4 separate regions of the Sus scrofa genome follow, and all the other regions are linked to region 3. Evidence: chromatin contacts called from public HiChIP or PLAC-seq data. All regions are on one chromosome and are shown on one strand. The core of a region is the stretch at or near the end of the contact, and the rest is flanking DNA. Distances in the headings are between cores, read along the strand shown.

Region 1 (2,932 bases), core at 160-2,659, 230 kb after region 3:
GGCAATGCCGGATCGTTAACCCACTGAGCAAGGGCAGGGACCGAACCCGCAACCTCATGGTTCCTAGTCGGATTCGTTAACCACTGCGCCACGACGGGAACTTTTTCTTTTTGATACCAACAGTAGTGTATTATATACACTATTGTTTTCTGCTTTTTTACACGTGTACTTACCGAGATCTTTTCATATCACTGTATATCAAGAGCCTTCCTCATTTCTTTCAACTGTATCATATTTGTATAAAATGAAACAAATCATTTTAGCCAATCCTTTACTATAGTCTTTTCCAAAACAATAATAATTGTTTGCAGTCTTTTGCTGTTATAAACAATTCCATGATAAATAACTCTGTTTATATCATTTTATGAGTGTGAGCCATTTACCTAAAGAATGTATTTGTAGAAGTGCAGCCTGGGATGAGGGGTTATGTGTATTTATAATTGCCAAATTACCCTCCTTAGGAGTTGTGCTCATGTTCTACCAGCATTGCATTAATGTTCTGGTTTTCCCACACCCTCACCAACAGCCAATTTCCTTTTTTTTTTTTTTTTTTTTTTTTTTTTTTGTCTTCTTGCCATTTCTTGGGCCGCTCCCTCGGCATATGGAGGTTCCCAAGCTAGGGGTCTAATCAAGCTGTAGCCACCGACCTACACCACAGCCACAGCAACCTGGGACCCGAGCCGCGTCTTTGATCTACCCCACAGCTCATGTCAATGCCGTATCCTTAACCCACTGAGCAAGGCCAGGGATCGAACCCACAACCTCATGGTTCCTAGTCGGATTCGTTAACCTCTGAGCCACAACGGCAACTCCCAGTTATTTTTCAGATATAATTTTCCCCCCAATACAGTTACATACTTTGAGAATTTTTATTACCACAGGAAATAGCATCATAAATGTGAATTTTGCTTTGACATTGTGCCAGTGCAGGAGTATATATTGCTGATTTAGGTCTCTGAGATTGTGATGATAAAGTTCAGTAGTTTTTCAGAGAAAAACAACATGCTTACTATTCTATAGGTAATAGAATAGTAAGATTATTTCAAGTGCAGTATGTTAAAGTATGTCATAATGAGAATAAGAATCTTGAATTAAAGTTACATAAGTTAAATAAAATCTGTGATTTTTTAAAAAATAGAGACATAATATTTTTAGTTGTTAATTATCAGCATCAGAATGAGCAAGAATAAAACCATGGTGAAAAAGTTAAATGTTACCAAACTGCTTTTTCATTTATATTTAATAATTTGTTGAATATGCCTTCAATATGTCTTTAAGCCTAGATGAAAGCAGGCTCCTTTGAAATTAAATTTCAGCAGTGTAGTTGAGTAGTGAATTTAAACAATTCACAATGCTGACTTTCAGTGCTTCTGAAAGCAGGAAGTGTATTACTGACATGCAGAAATATTCCAGCCCTAAGAACATCCCTACTGCCATATGTGGTAAGAATTTGTCACTAACTCACAAACCACTTCTGTAATGCAGTGAATAAGCAGAATTGGTCTTTGTTGGGTAAATCCAATTCAATATGAAAGAACTTTATTTTGCAGTGTCTTATAAGTAATTATTAGCTTATGCCTTGGAAGGAGACTGGCACATCATGGGTGTTTAAGGTTTATTGAGAGAAGGAATAAAGAAATGTGTACATAATCTTTTAGGCATGATTTTTAAATTTGAGTTTTGGGACCCTAAGTTAAATATTCTGACTCAGCTTATTAATGACTTCTTTAAATCAAATTACTTTTATTCTGGGGTCCCATTTCTTTTACTACTACTTGGAATGTTAATCTTATATTTATACTTGTACTGAAAAAGAAATTATTAGGGTTAATATTGAGGGGTAGGAAGATATTGTCAATGTAGAAAAACAGGAAAATGAGTTGTGAGGAGAATGGGCTGTGAGGAATTGGGGTTAGTAAAATTCAGTGAAGAGCTGTCTATCATTTAAATTTTCATTAAAAAATAAATAAATAAATAAATAAATTTTCATTAAAATTTTGAAGTAATAGTATTTTTCTAAACTTGAATTTTCTTTTTTTTTTCTTTTTTTTTCGATTGTAAGCGATTAAGAAGATTGTCAACTAAATATAGAACAGAAAAGATATATCCCACAGCCACTGGAGAAAAAGAAGAAAACGTTAAAAAAAACAGATATAAGGACATACTGCCATGTAAGTTTGAAATGCCACTAACGGAACAAATGGAAATGCTAATTAACAGTTTCGTAGCCTAAACTACCTTTATTTTCCAAATGAATTTGGTTGTTAGGAAGGTAGTAATTAACCTCTCTTTCAAGGTACACTATAAAAAAATAATTTGTGATCGTGCTTGCCTTTCCTACTGGCAGTAGTTTTTGTTGTTGTACTTGCCTTATCATTATTATTATTTAAGTATCATAGTTACTCTGGTACTTATTTTTAAATACTTCAAAATCCAAGTAAAAATACCTTTTGTGGACTCTCTGTTCAAAGAAGTTATTTTGTTAAAATGAAATAATATAGACCGATGATTCAATAAGTATAATTGAATGAATTTTATGAAATGCTAAAAATATTAACTCTTATCTATTGTGTGTTCACAGTAAGAACCTTAATTGATTAATTATGTATTAAAAATGAGCCATGATTCATGCCTGTGTGTCTACTGTTCTTAGTGGTCTAAAAATGTATCTCTGAAGTGATGCATAAGACTGATAGCATTATATTCTAATAATAATAATAATAATAATAATAATAATAATAATAAATTCTTAAATAGTATAGTTTTCCAGTAAAATGCCTTTAAAGTGCCTTTAAAAGCATACATATTTAAGTGTTCCCATTGTATTTGTTTGGGTTTTTTGGTTTATTTTTTTCTCTTTTTTGGGTCTCCCTGTGGCTTATGGAGTTCCTATGCCAGGGATCAGATCCAGGCCAGAGTTGCAACCTACACC
Region 2 (3,429 bases), core at 815-3,314, 150 kb after region 3:
TTTTTCCATAGCGGCGCCAGATCCGAGCCAAATCTGCAACCTATACTGCAGCTCATAGCAACACCAGATCCTTAACCCACTGAGTGGAGCCAGGGATCAAACCTCCATCCTCATGGACACTAGTCGGTTTCATTATTGCTGAGCCACAACAGGAACTCCTGACTCTTGATAAACAATACTCTATCACAAGAGGCAAATGCTACTGATGTGTGTTTATGTAGCTGTAATCTACTGACACATTGTAACAGCAGTATATATGGTTGTTCCCTCCAAATATGTCAAACAGCTCCAACTAGGCACAGGTGTACTCTTATAACAATGCCATGTACTCCAAATACCCTGAAAACTTCCTTTAGATCTATAAGCCATATGATTTTACACTTAAATTTAAAGAAGTGTTCCCTGAATTTATAATCCAAAAAGAAAGGAGTCAGATGTATTTACGGGTGTGGTTTCTGAAGTTTTATACTCTTTTTGACTTTGATTACCCAGATATTTCAGGTCATCTTAAAATATGAAATTTGTCACTCCACGGGCTATGTACATTTTTGACATGTGCTTCAGAAGACCCTAATAAGACAACCACATTAATCTCCTTGACATAGCCTTAGCTGTATACATGCATCAGAAGGACTTAGCTGTGGAAGCCACTACGTAGGAACTGGGACACTCATGCACCCATATGCAGACATTTCAATAGCACTCTTTGGTTCTAATAATATTAGGGGTCAAACCTTCTTCTAGTCACCAATGTCTGTGAACTCTGAGTTCGCTGTAGATAAGTAGGAGAACACCAAGGACTAATGTCAGTGTTGGAAAGTACAAATGTAGGAACAAAAAGGAGGAGGAAGTGTCTTCTGGTTACTGCCACCAGATCATTTTTGGCCTCTGTGCAATAAGTTAGGCCTCTTCTGGGTTGGTTCCAAGTGTACCATGGAAGAAAGCCAGCTCTAAAATTAATATTCTGCTGACCATTTGATCATTTCATGAAAATTGAGAAGGGATGAATTACCTTCTCTTCCTTTTTGGCTTTCTATTCAGGAACCCATGTCATTAAAGCAACTCTATTCTTGCAAAAGGAAGTCAATCATACCTCCGACCTAGAAAACAACTAAAACTAATGTATATGCTAAGAGAAGCATGTTTACCGGGAGACTATCTAAAGGATATGAAATCAGTCCAGTCCTCTAGACAAGCAGTCACAAAGACTGATTTAACCCAAGAAATATTTTGTTTGGTTCACAGTGTATTTTTTAAAAAGTGAGCCAACAGGAGTTCCCGCTGTGATGCAGTGCATTAAAGTATCTGGTGTTGCCACAGCTATGGCAAAGGTTGCAGCTGTGGTTCGGATTCAATCCCTGGCCCAGGAACTTTCATGTGCTATGGGTGCAAGCACTACAAAAAAAAAAAAAAAAAAAAAAGAAAGAAAGAAATTGAGCCAACATTGAAAAATTGTTGAGATTTCAAATATGGAAGGTGGCAACACTGTGCTTAGTGTCCCCATGTGGCAACATCTGCTGGAGCTGAGAAGTGGCAGCTGCTTCCTTTTCTTGAGGCAGGGGCTCTCCAGGTGGTCAAGTCCATACATATCTGCATTTGCTATGCCTGCAAAGATTCTAAAATCAGAAAGGTCAGCAAAGAACTGGATGTCAGGATTGTATTGCTACTGCCACTCTAGTGTCGGTATTGCTTTTACTGATTTTCACTTTGGTGGCTGGCATCAGCCTATATTTAAGGATGCTATAAAACAGTCTTAGAAATTCTAATTCAATTATAGTTAGAGTATGAATTGCATGTCCATTACAAAGTAGAATCTTCTGTGAGGACCACTCTTTCGTAAGGAAATAGTTTCTTCTGGTTTTATCAAGAGGACTAGTTATACTTTTCCTAAGCAAGTGGCTTGTTTTCATCACCTAAATATGCTGTATCTTAACAGGGTATTCCCTTCATATTGGTTGCTAGAAGGTCTAAAGACAAAATTGTAGCCCATTCTTGGTGACTGTGTAAGGTTCAGTGATATATGTGCCCCTTAGCTGCATCTTATAACTTCCTCTTGTTCTTTGCCTGACTTCTCTATTGCTTTATTTAAAAAGTAACTAAATATGGTAGTTCCCATCATGACTCAGTGGAAATGAATCTGACTAGCAAACCTGAGGATGCAGATTCAATCCCTGGCCTCGCTCAGTGGGTTAAGGATACAGCGTTGCTGTGAGCTGAGGTGTAGGTCGCAGACTCAGCTTGGATGTGGAGTTGGTGTGACTGTAGTGTAGGCCAGCAGCTACAGCTCCAATTCAACCCCTGGCCTGGGAACCTCCATATGCTGAGGGTGCAGCCCTAAAGAAATAAAAAAAAAAGTAACAAAATATATTTTAATAGAGGAATAAAAAGAAGAGAGCAAAAATGGAATACCTAGATAATTCCCTTCTGATCCATTCCCACTGAGCCACGACAGGAACTCCTAAAAAAATTTTAAACCTATGAGTTTCATATATTTACACACACAAGTTGTGTAAATATATACACATGTGTGCATGTATATACATATACAGATACACGTGCATATATATGTATAAACATTTATAAATGTACCTTTGAAAACAGATTGAAAAGTTACTTGAAAAATTGAAACAGAATTGGAGGGAAGTTAAGGGAAATGTTCACTCTTTACGTATTTTACATTGTTTAAATTATTTTAAAATGAATGTATTTAGGAGTTCCTGTCATGGCTCAGTGGTTAACGAATCCAACTAGACATTATGAGGTTTCGGGTTCAATCCTTGGCGTTGCTCAGAGGGTTAAGGATCCGGCGTTGCCGTGAGCTGTGGTATAGGTTGCAGACACGGCCTGGATCCCGCATTGCTATGGCTCTTGCGTAGGCCGGTGGCTACAGCTCCGATTTGACCCATAGCCTGGGAACTCCATATGCAGCAAGAGCAGCCTAAGAAATGGCAAAAAGACAAAAAAAGAAAAAAAAAAAAAAAAAAGAATGTATTTAGTTATTTCATTAGTTGACAATTTAGGGAGTTCTTGCTGTGGTGCAGCAGAAAAGAATCTGACTAGTATCCGTGAGGATGCAGGTTCATCCTTGGCCTCACTCAGTGGGTTAAGTATCCGGCATTGCACTGTGAGTTCATAGACGTGTTTCAGATCCTGAGTTGCTGTGGCTGTGGCATGGGCCGGCAGCTGCAGCTCTGACTGACCCCTAGAGTGAGAACTTCCATACGCGCAGATGTGGCCCTAAAAAGCAAAAAAAAAAAAAAAAAAAAAAAAAAAAAAACAAAGAAAAAGAAAAAAGAAAATCTAAATAGGAGTTCCCTTTGTGGCTCAGCTGGTTAAGAACCCGACTAATGTCCATGAGGATGCAGGTTCAATCCCTGGCCTCGCTTAGTGGGTTAAGGATTTGGAGTTGCCTCAAGCTGTGGCATAGGT
Region 3 (3,245 bases), core at 675-3,174:
AAAGTACTCCAGTTCACACTAAAGTTATTTGCAGAGAGAGAAGGAGAGTTCTTGTCTAGTGGCATTTTGCCCTTCCCTCTCCAGACTCCTTATCAGGGCAGTCATCTTCCAAGCAGGATGGAAGCTAGTGTGGTCAGAGCAGACAGGGGTGCCGTGGGCCTCGTGGCAAGTCTGGCAGCGAGCATACCTTTGAAAGGTAACATGGGATTCAGGTCAGGGGTGCTCAGAACCAGCTCCTATCCGGTAAACTGCGAGAACAGTCACATAACTAGGGCCGGGAGGGAGGAAGAGTAGGTGGGATGTGCCAATGCAACCAGATTCGTTGCAACATAATTAAGTTGGGAATTGGGGTAGAAGTAGGTCAAAGGCAGCTGCTTATAGTGAGGGGTGTTATGCAAGCAGAGATGGGGAAACAAATGAGAGCTTTCAGGGCCAGGTATCCTCTGAACTGAAGGTACTGATTAGTGATGGGGTATGGGGAATGGAGGGTGCTGGCTACACCAGACCCAGTTCCACCTTCTCCGGAGCCCAAGGCAAATCTCAGCAGCATTCCTCTGCCTTCCCTGATGAATCGTGTCTGCAGGGAGAGGATAAGAAAATGTCTACAGCTCAAACTTGTCCTAGGTAACTCTCCCCACCAGCATGTAAATACATGTGGAGGTGCTGCAGAGCTCCCAAGCATGTTTGGGAACAGTTAATGGTAAAAACTCTCTGCAGAGCCAGTGCTAAATAAAGATAATTAGGGAAGAAGAGAAAAAAGTGAGGAGAAAGCAAAGTAAATATCAAAGAAGAAAAAAACATGGACTACATAAAAACATATCATTTTACATACACACACAAATAGAAAAGACAAAAATAAAAAATCGGAGAATGCAAAAATAAGCTATTTGCTTCCTAAGCAGAGGCAGATTGTATTCTTAGAATAAGCCAATGGGAAAAAGCGGTTCAGCGATAATGCACCTGACTAGTATCCATGAGGATACAGGTTTGATCCCTGGCCCTACTAATGGGTTAAGGATCCAGTGGCATTGCTGCAAGCTGCGGTGTAGGTCGCAGACACGGCTCAGATCTGGTGCTGTGGCTGCCTCGACTCCTAGCCTGGGAACTTTCAGATGCTGCAGGTGCCTCCCTAAAAAAAAATAACAATGATGACGGTAAGGTTAGAGTAAAACATACACTCACAAATCCCTTGTAACAGTGTAAATTATTACAACGCCTTTGGAATATCAATTTGGCAATAAGAATCAAAGGCTATAAAAATTGTCATACCTTTTCACCCAATAACACTCCTGGGCATTTAACCTTGGGGAATAAATCACACACACACACACACACACACACACACACAAACTACATAAAAATATTCATTGCAACATTACTTTTAACAGCAAAAAAAATTTTAGTGAGGGCTAAAAACAAAATAAATATCTCAAAACAGAAAAAAATGTAAGACAGGGCGACACAATGGAATCCTATGGAGTCATTAGAAATCATAATTATGAAAATTATGAAGTTTATGTACCGACATGAAAATATGTATGATGTATTATAATTCATAATCTTTGGTAAATATCTCTACTGGGTAAAATACACATACTTATAACACAGACCAAGACGAAATGGGGCAAACAGACAATGTGTTAGGAACTTCAGAATTTGGGGTGACATTGCTTTCTTTTTAAAATTTCTTTTACTGATTTATTGTGTGTCCATTAAACACATTATGGGTTTGTTGGACTAGTGGTAAAAGCAGAAACAATGAAATGAAAGGATGGAGGCCCTTAGTAAGAATCTTTCAAGCTATTAATCGAACATTTCTCTTCCCTACTTCTCCCTGCTTTTGCAGACCTTCCCAGGTGTCTAACAGTGCTGCCTAGAAACATCATTTGTCCATCTCCCCCTCAAGGACCCTTCTTAGGACCAAACCCCAGAACTCCCAGGGCATCACCATGACCTCAAACGCCCACAGCTTTCCCTCAGCTGCCCAGGCCTGGCCTGGCCTTCCTGGATCAGAAGAATCACATGTAAATAGTAAAAGGCAGCAGCACCCCGAGCTGCCTGCTGCCAAAAGCTGAGATTTCCCAGCACACACTAAGCTATAATTAACAGGAAGCAATGCCAAGAACAACAAAGGAGCTTCAAGGAAACTGTGCTAAAATACTCCGCAGTTTTTAACTACATACACATTCTTTTCTACTCAGCCACTCCACCCAGCCCTCCCTATTGTGCTCAGAAACTCTGAAACCACCAGACTGCAGAGAGCCACGAACAAACGAATGACGAGTGAATGCTGCCGCCGCCGCCGCCACCGCACAGGCAGGAAAGAGGTGCCAACGAGACCAGAGACAGCCCTGACAGGTCACTCTTGAGAAAGAAGAGCTGTTCTCAGAAGCAGAAGGAAGTTAGGTAATCCCAGGCCAGGTTACTTAATGATTTTGGGATTGTGTGTGTGTGTGTTGGGGGTAACAACACACGTGAAGTTAAAAAAACAAAAAAACAAAAAAAACAGCTCCCAGGTCCTCTAAAGAAAATTTACAAGAACTCCTCCAGGGTAGACTTGTTTGAGGCACAGTGGAACGTATGACTTCTAGATGCTTCAAATCAAGCCTTATAGTTCTCTGGCTTCTAAAACCTCCCTCTTCAAAGAGCATTCCTAAGAATTGCCCTGACATCATCCTTAGTGACCACTACCAGGGAAGGATTTCCTAGACAACGAGCCCTACCCTCACTCCATCCTCTTCTGACACTGTACAATCCCTCTGGAACCACCGCAGCACTCGGGGCAGGTGACCGCAGAGGTCAGCAAGGAAGCCACTCAGGTCTGTGCTTTTTGTCCCTTGCTATAAACTTACCTTCATAAGAGGCAATGGGATCTCTTCTGTCACAAGGGTTATTCCAGGAATTTCCTAGGGTGGGGGAAAAACAGACACATCACTGCTAAATGTATCAACTACCACCAGCCCGAGCCTTCAGGAAGTGTTTTCTGCACAGACAGAAGCTGAGGGCAGCTTCCAGTTTGCTAACCTCTACTTTAAATAAACCTTGGGGTTTATAAATAACGATGAACACAGCCTATCTCTTGCCTTGGGAAGGGAAATATTCTGAAAGTTAAGATTATAATAGTTGACAGTGTCACTAAAGGCAAGGATAAGACTATTATTATGAAATATAGAGCAAATAATGTATTATTTACACATTTTCATTTAAGAACAAAGGAAGCAAATTATATTTGCACCATGAAATAT
Region 4 (3,021 bases), core at 304-2,803, 190 kb after region 3:
TGCTATATTGGTAGCAGATCAAACCCAGCTCTTGATCTTATCTCATATCCAGTGAAACTTATCTCAAATCCAGTCTCAGTAATCTGAACAAAGTAAAATATTCCAGGCCCCTAGTTTCAAATAAAGCTTGCCTTAGAAATCAAACTATTTCTCTAAGTTAATTTTTATAATACAGGACAAAACTGTATCGTTTTATATGCACATACCTGTATATAAATGCATAGGAAGACATTTGGAAGGACACATCTGGAAGTGGTTATTTCTAAGAAGAAAAGTGGATATCAGTTGTATTCTTTCAGAGAGAAATATTCTTCTTTAAAACAAATAAGAAGTTGGATCTTGTTACTCATACTTGTTTTCGTCAAGGAGTATCATTAAATTCCACGATGCTTCTAAACATTCATCTGGAAAAAGGGACCTACCACTGATATGTTCTATTTTTATCCAGATTGCCTGACCAATCGACCTGTAAAAAACATTGTTTGTGGGCCTAAGTGACCAAAGGAAGTCCATGAATCAAATACTTCACTTCTGTCACATTATCACAAGCTTAATGCTCCTTAGAGTCAGAGGCAATATGGTGTTGTAGGGAAGGAAAAAGGATTTGAGTTCTAGTTTGGGCTCTGCTAAGAGTATGCGGGCAGACCTTGGGAAATTCACTTTCTTTAGGGTGGATAATCTCGGATTACTAGAAAATTCACGACGATGCATTCTACGAAGAAAAGCCTATTATTCAGTTCCGAGGTGCTGCGAATATAAAGGCAAGAAAAAATCCTTTCAATTCAGCAAACACTGAGTGCCTATCACATGCGTGGTATGTATTAGGACGCACCCCGCACTTCAGGCGCTCACTCGGCAGGGTTTAAACACAACTGCAAAAGGGTTAAGTCCTGTCACTGAAGAAGCATTTCGCTTCTCTTGGCCTTGGTCATTACCCAAAGTGCCAACGTCTAACTGCAGTCAACCTTAAGATGAAGACGTACCTGCAGCGAACGTGGAGTCAACGCTACTACAGTTCCCAGCATGCCACTCTTCCCACAACGCCCTCTCCCGCCCCCATTCCTGGACTCCTGAGAACCCGGACTTGTAGTCCCAACTCAAGGCTGGCGGCGACGGCGAAGCACTCTAGAAATGTGCTTTTCGCACTAGTAAGCAGTGAGACCGTAATTTCCAACTCAAGTCCTACTCCAACTGACTAGGGCTTGCCATTTAGCCTAACACCCTCATTCTAGCGCTCCTCAGACCTACTAGCTGCCGGGGTGGGACCACGCCCCGGAAGTGGAGTCAAGTCTCCCAGCCGACTGCCGAAGCTTCTTCCAGCCACTCCTAGCCCGGCCAGAGCCCGCGGGGCGGGCTCCGGGGCGTGGACTGCGGGGGCGGCTAGGCGCGGCGTCGCGCCAGGGGCGGAGCCGCGGCACGGGGCCGCGCGTCTGGGTGGCGGCGGGGGCGCGCCCGTGGGGAGAGGCGGCTGCGGCTGCTGCTGCTTGTGGGGAGGGAGGGAAGGAGGAACCGGGAAGGGGTGGGGGGGGCAGGGCGATCGGAGAGCCGTGTTCCTAAGGCGGTGGCGGCGTCTCCGACGGAGCTGGAGGAGGGCGGGGAAGGAGGATGGGGCACGCAGGGGGTTGGGGTTGGCGCTAGCCGCAGCGGCTCGCCTCGTACTGTGGGAGAGCGGCGGCTGCTCCTGCAAGTTGTAGGATCAGGAGCCGGCCGCCGCTGCCGCTGCCGCTGCCGCTGCCTCGGGCAAAGAGGAGGAGTAGGGAGCGGCGGGGGTCGGGAGGGAGGGGACGGGCTGGGGGAGCGAGCTGGGGAAGACTGAGCGGGCTCTGCGCCGGGCGGGCGGGCGGCGGGGGGGCCGGCGACCGCAGCCGGGGGGACGCGGGAGGATGGAGCAAGTGGAGATCCTGAGGAAATTCATCCAGAGGGTCCAGGCCATGAAGAGTCCGGATCACAATGGGGAGGACAACTTCGCCCGGGACTTCATGGTGAGTCCCTCCCCTCGCTGTCGCCTCCTTTCGCCGGCACCGGAGCCCACTGCCGCCTTGCCCAGCCGGCCCGGGCCGCCAGTGCTTTGTGTGCGGCTGTAAGGAGAGGGGCGGAGGCGGCGCGCACCAGCTCCAAAGGCCGGGTGGTCTCGGAGGCCAGCGGGAGGTGAGGTCGCCTCCGCCCCTCGGCCTCCTTTCCTCTCTTCCCGCGATCGCGTCCCTTTCCGCCGGCGTCTGGGACGCGAAGGGAGAGGCGGCCGGCCGAGCCCGCACTCAGCACCGCCGCCCGCGACCACCTATTGTTTCTCGGGCCGGGAGCCCGAGGCGAATGAGGTGCAGGCCGGGGGGCTAGTCTTTCCTCACCTCCCCGTCCAGACCGCCCCTGCTGGGAGGGTCGAGGCAGGGAGGAGAGCGATCTTGGCTGACGGCAGAACGTGGCTATTAAGATTGCAATTAACTCACGGGGTCCCTTTGCTCAAGCTGGGCTCAGAAGTGGGCAAGGTAGGACTTTTGCCGTTTCTGGACTGGCAATTATTATCTCCAACGCATGGGAAAGGATTGCTCGAAAGAAATCTCTTGGTTTACTCAATTTCTTTTTACCCGTCTCGTCGCTTGAGACCCTGGTTTGAGATGGTGTTGGGGTCAGCGTGACTTGAGGTCGAGGGGGTAAAGTGTATGTGTAGAGGCGGGGGTGGTTATCCTGAAGCCTACTTCAGACTCCCTAGGGGATATTGCTGAAGGCGGAGGGGATGTGACTATCACTTCCTATCCGGGGTGGGGGTGGGGAACTTGGGAACAATAGTCCTGGTGGGGCGGAGGCGACGGTAAGGGCCGAAGCCCTGAACTGGGAGATAACCTCCGAGGCCTACCCCCATCCTAACCCCCCTTCCCACCGCTTCCGCCCTCTGCTTGTGCTGGCGGGCTGGAGACGAGGTTAAAAGTCTTGTGCGTGAAATTGCTCTTGGGTCATCACTGTGATGGGGTCAGAACCGAAGGCGTGGGACCAGAAGTCGACTTCCTCCATTACCCCCCCCCCTTT

The links. HiChIP or PLAC-seq counts read pairs in DNA pulled down with a chosen protein or histone mark.
Region 1: an H3K27ac HiChIP or PLAC-seq map of alveolar macrophages shows a contact between it and region 3. The contact joins two enhancer-like sites. A contact is called at or near these places in 5 of 47 Hi-C or Micro-C datasets (alveolar macrophages, blood, embryonic fibroblasts and 2 more) and 1 of 2 datasets of contacts at active chromatin or transcription factors (alveolar macrophages).
Region 2: a contact with region 3 is called in an H3K27ac HiChIP or PLAC-seq map of alveolar macrophages. The contact joins two enhancer-like sites. A contact is called at or near these places in 1 of 47 Hi-C or Micro-C datasets (skeletal muscle) and 1 of 2 datasets of contacts at active chromatin or transcription factors (alveolar macrophages).
Region 4: a contact with region 3 is called in an H3K27ac HiChIP or PLAC-seq map of alveolar macrophages. The contact joins the promoter of PTPN12 here to the enhancer-like site in region 3. A contact is called at or near these places in 2 of 5 promoter capture datasets (fetal skeletal muscle and liver), 5 of 47 Hi-C or Micro-C datasets (alveolar macrophages, brain, fetal heart ventricle and 2 more) and 2 of 2 datasets of contacts at active chromatin or transcription factors (alveolar macrophages and skeletal muscle).

The regions. Positions count from the first base shown.
Region 1 is chr9:102,526,093-102,529,024 of Sscrofa11.1, reverse strand. It overlaps PTPN12 (tyrosine-protein phosphatase non-receptor type 12), which reads left to right. Exons shown (of 16, transcript XM_021102557.1): 2 at 2,063-2,171. All of the region lies in intron 3 of LOC102167692 (a long non-coding RNA gene), which reads right to left. Among named protein-coding and RNA genes, the nearest start is that of PTPN12, 36 kb to the left of the region's middle. Within about 2 kb of position 1,409, at least 5 of the 83 cell types and tissues checked have an H3K27ac peak or open chromatin away from gene starts, as enhancers often do. A contact at or near this core is called in alveolar macrophages, where this site is marked.
Region 2 is chr9:102,606,291-102,609,719 of Sscrofa11.1, reverse strand. It overlaps LOC102167907 (a long non-coding RNA gene), which reads right to left. Exons shown (of 3, transcript XR_001299008.2): 3 at 1,410-1,616. Among named protein-coding and RNA genes, the nearest start is that of PTPN12, 44 kb to the right of the region's middle. Within about 2 kb of position 2,064, at least 1 of the 83 cell types and tissues checked has an H3K27ac peak or open chromatin away from gene starts, as enhancers often do. A contact at or near this core is called in alveolar macrophages, where this site is marked.
Region 3 is chr9:102,753,385-102,756,629 of Sscrofa11.1, reverse strand. GSAP (gamma-secretase-activating protein) reads right to left here. Exons shown (of 32, transcript XM_021102559.1): 20 at 2,853-2,906. Among named protein-coding and RNA genes, the nearest start is that of GSAP, 60 kb to the right of the region's middle. Within about 2 kb of position 1,924, at least 51 of the 83 cell types and tissues checked have an H3K27ac peak or open chromatin away from gene starts, as enhancers often do. A contact at or near this core is called in alveolar macrophages, brain, liver and 1 more, where this site is marked.
Region 4 is chr9:102,562,501-102,565,521 of Sscrofa11.1, reverse strand. It overlaps PTPN12 (tyrosine-protein phosphatase non-receptor type 12), which reads left to right and starts at 1,553. Exons shown (of 16, transcript XM_021102557.1): 1 at 1,553-1,982. The coding sequence starts at 1,884. LOC102167907 (a long non-coding RNA gene) reads right to left here and starts at 1,346. Exons shown (of 3, transcript XR_001299008.2): 1 at 984-1,346; 2 at 207-262.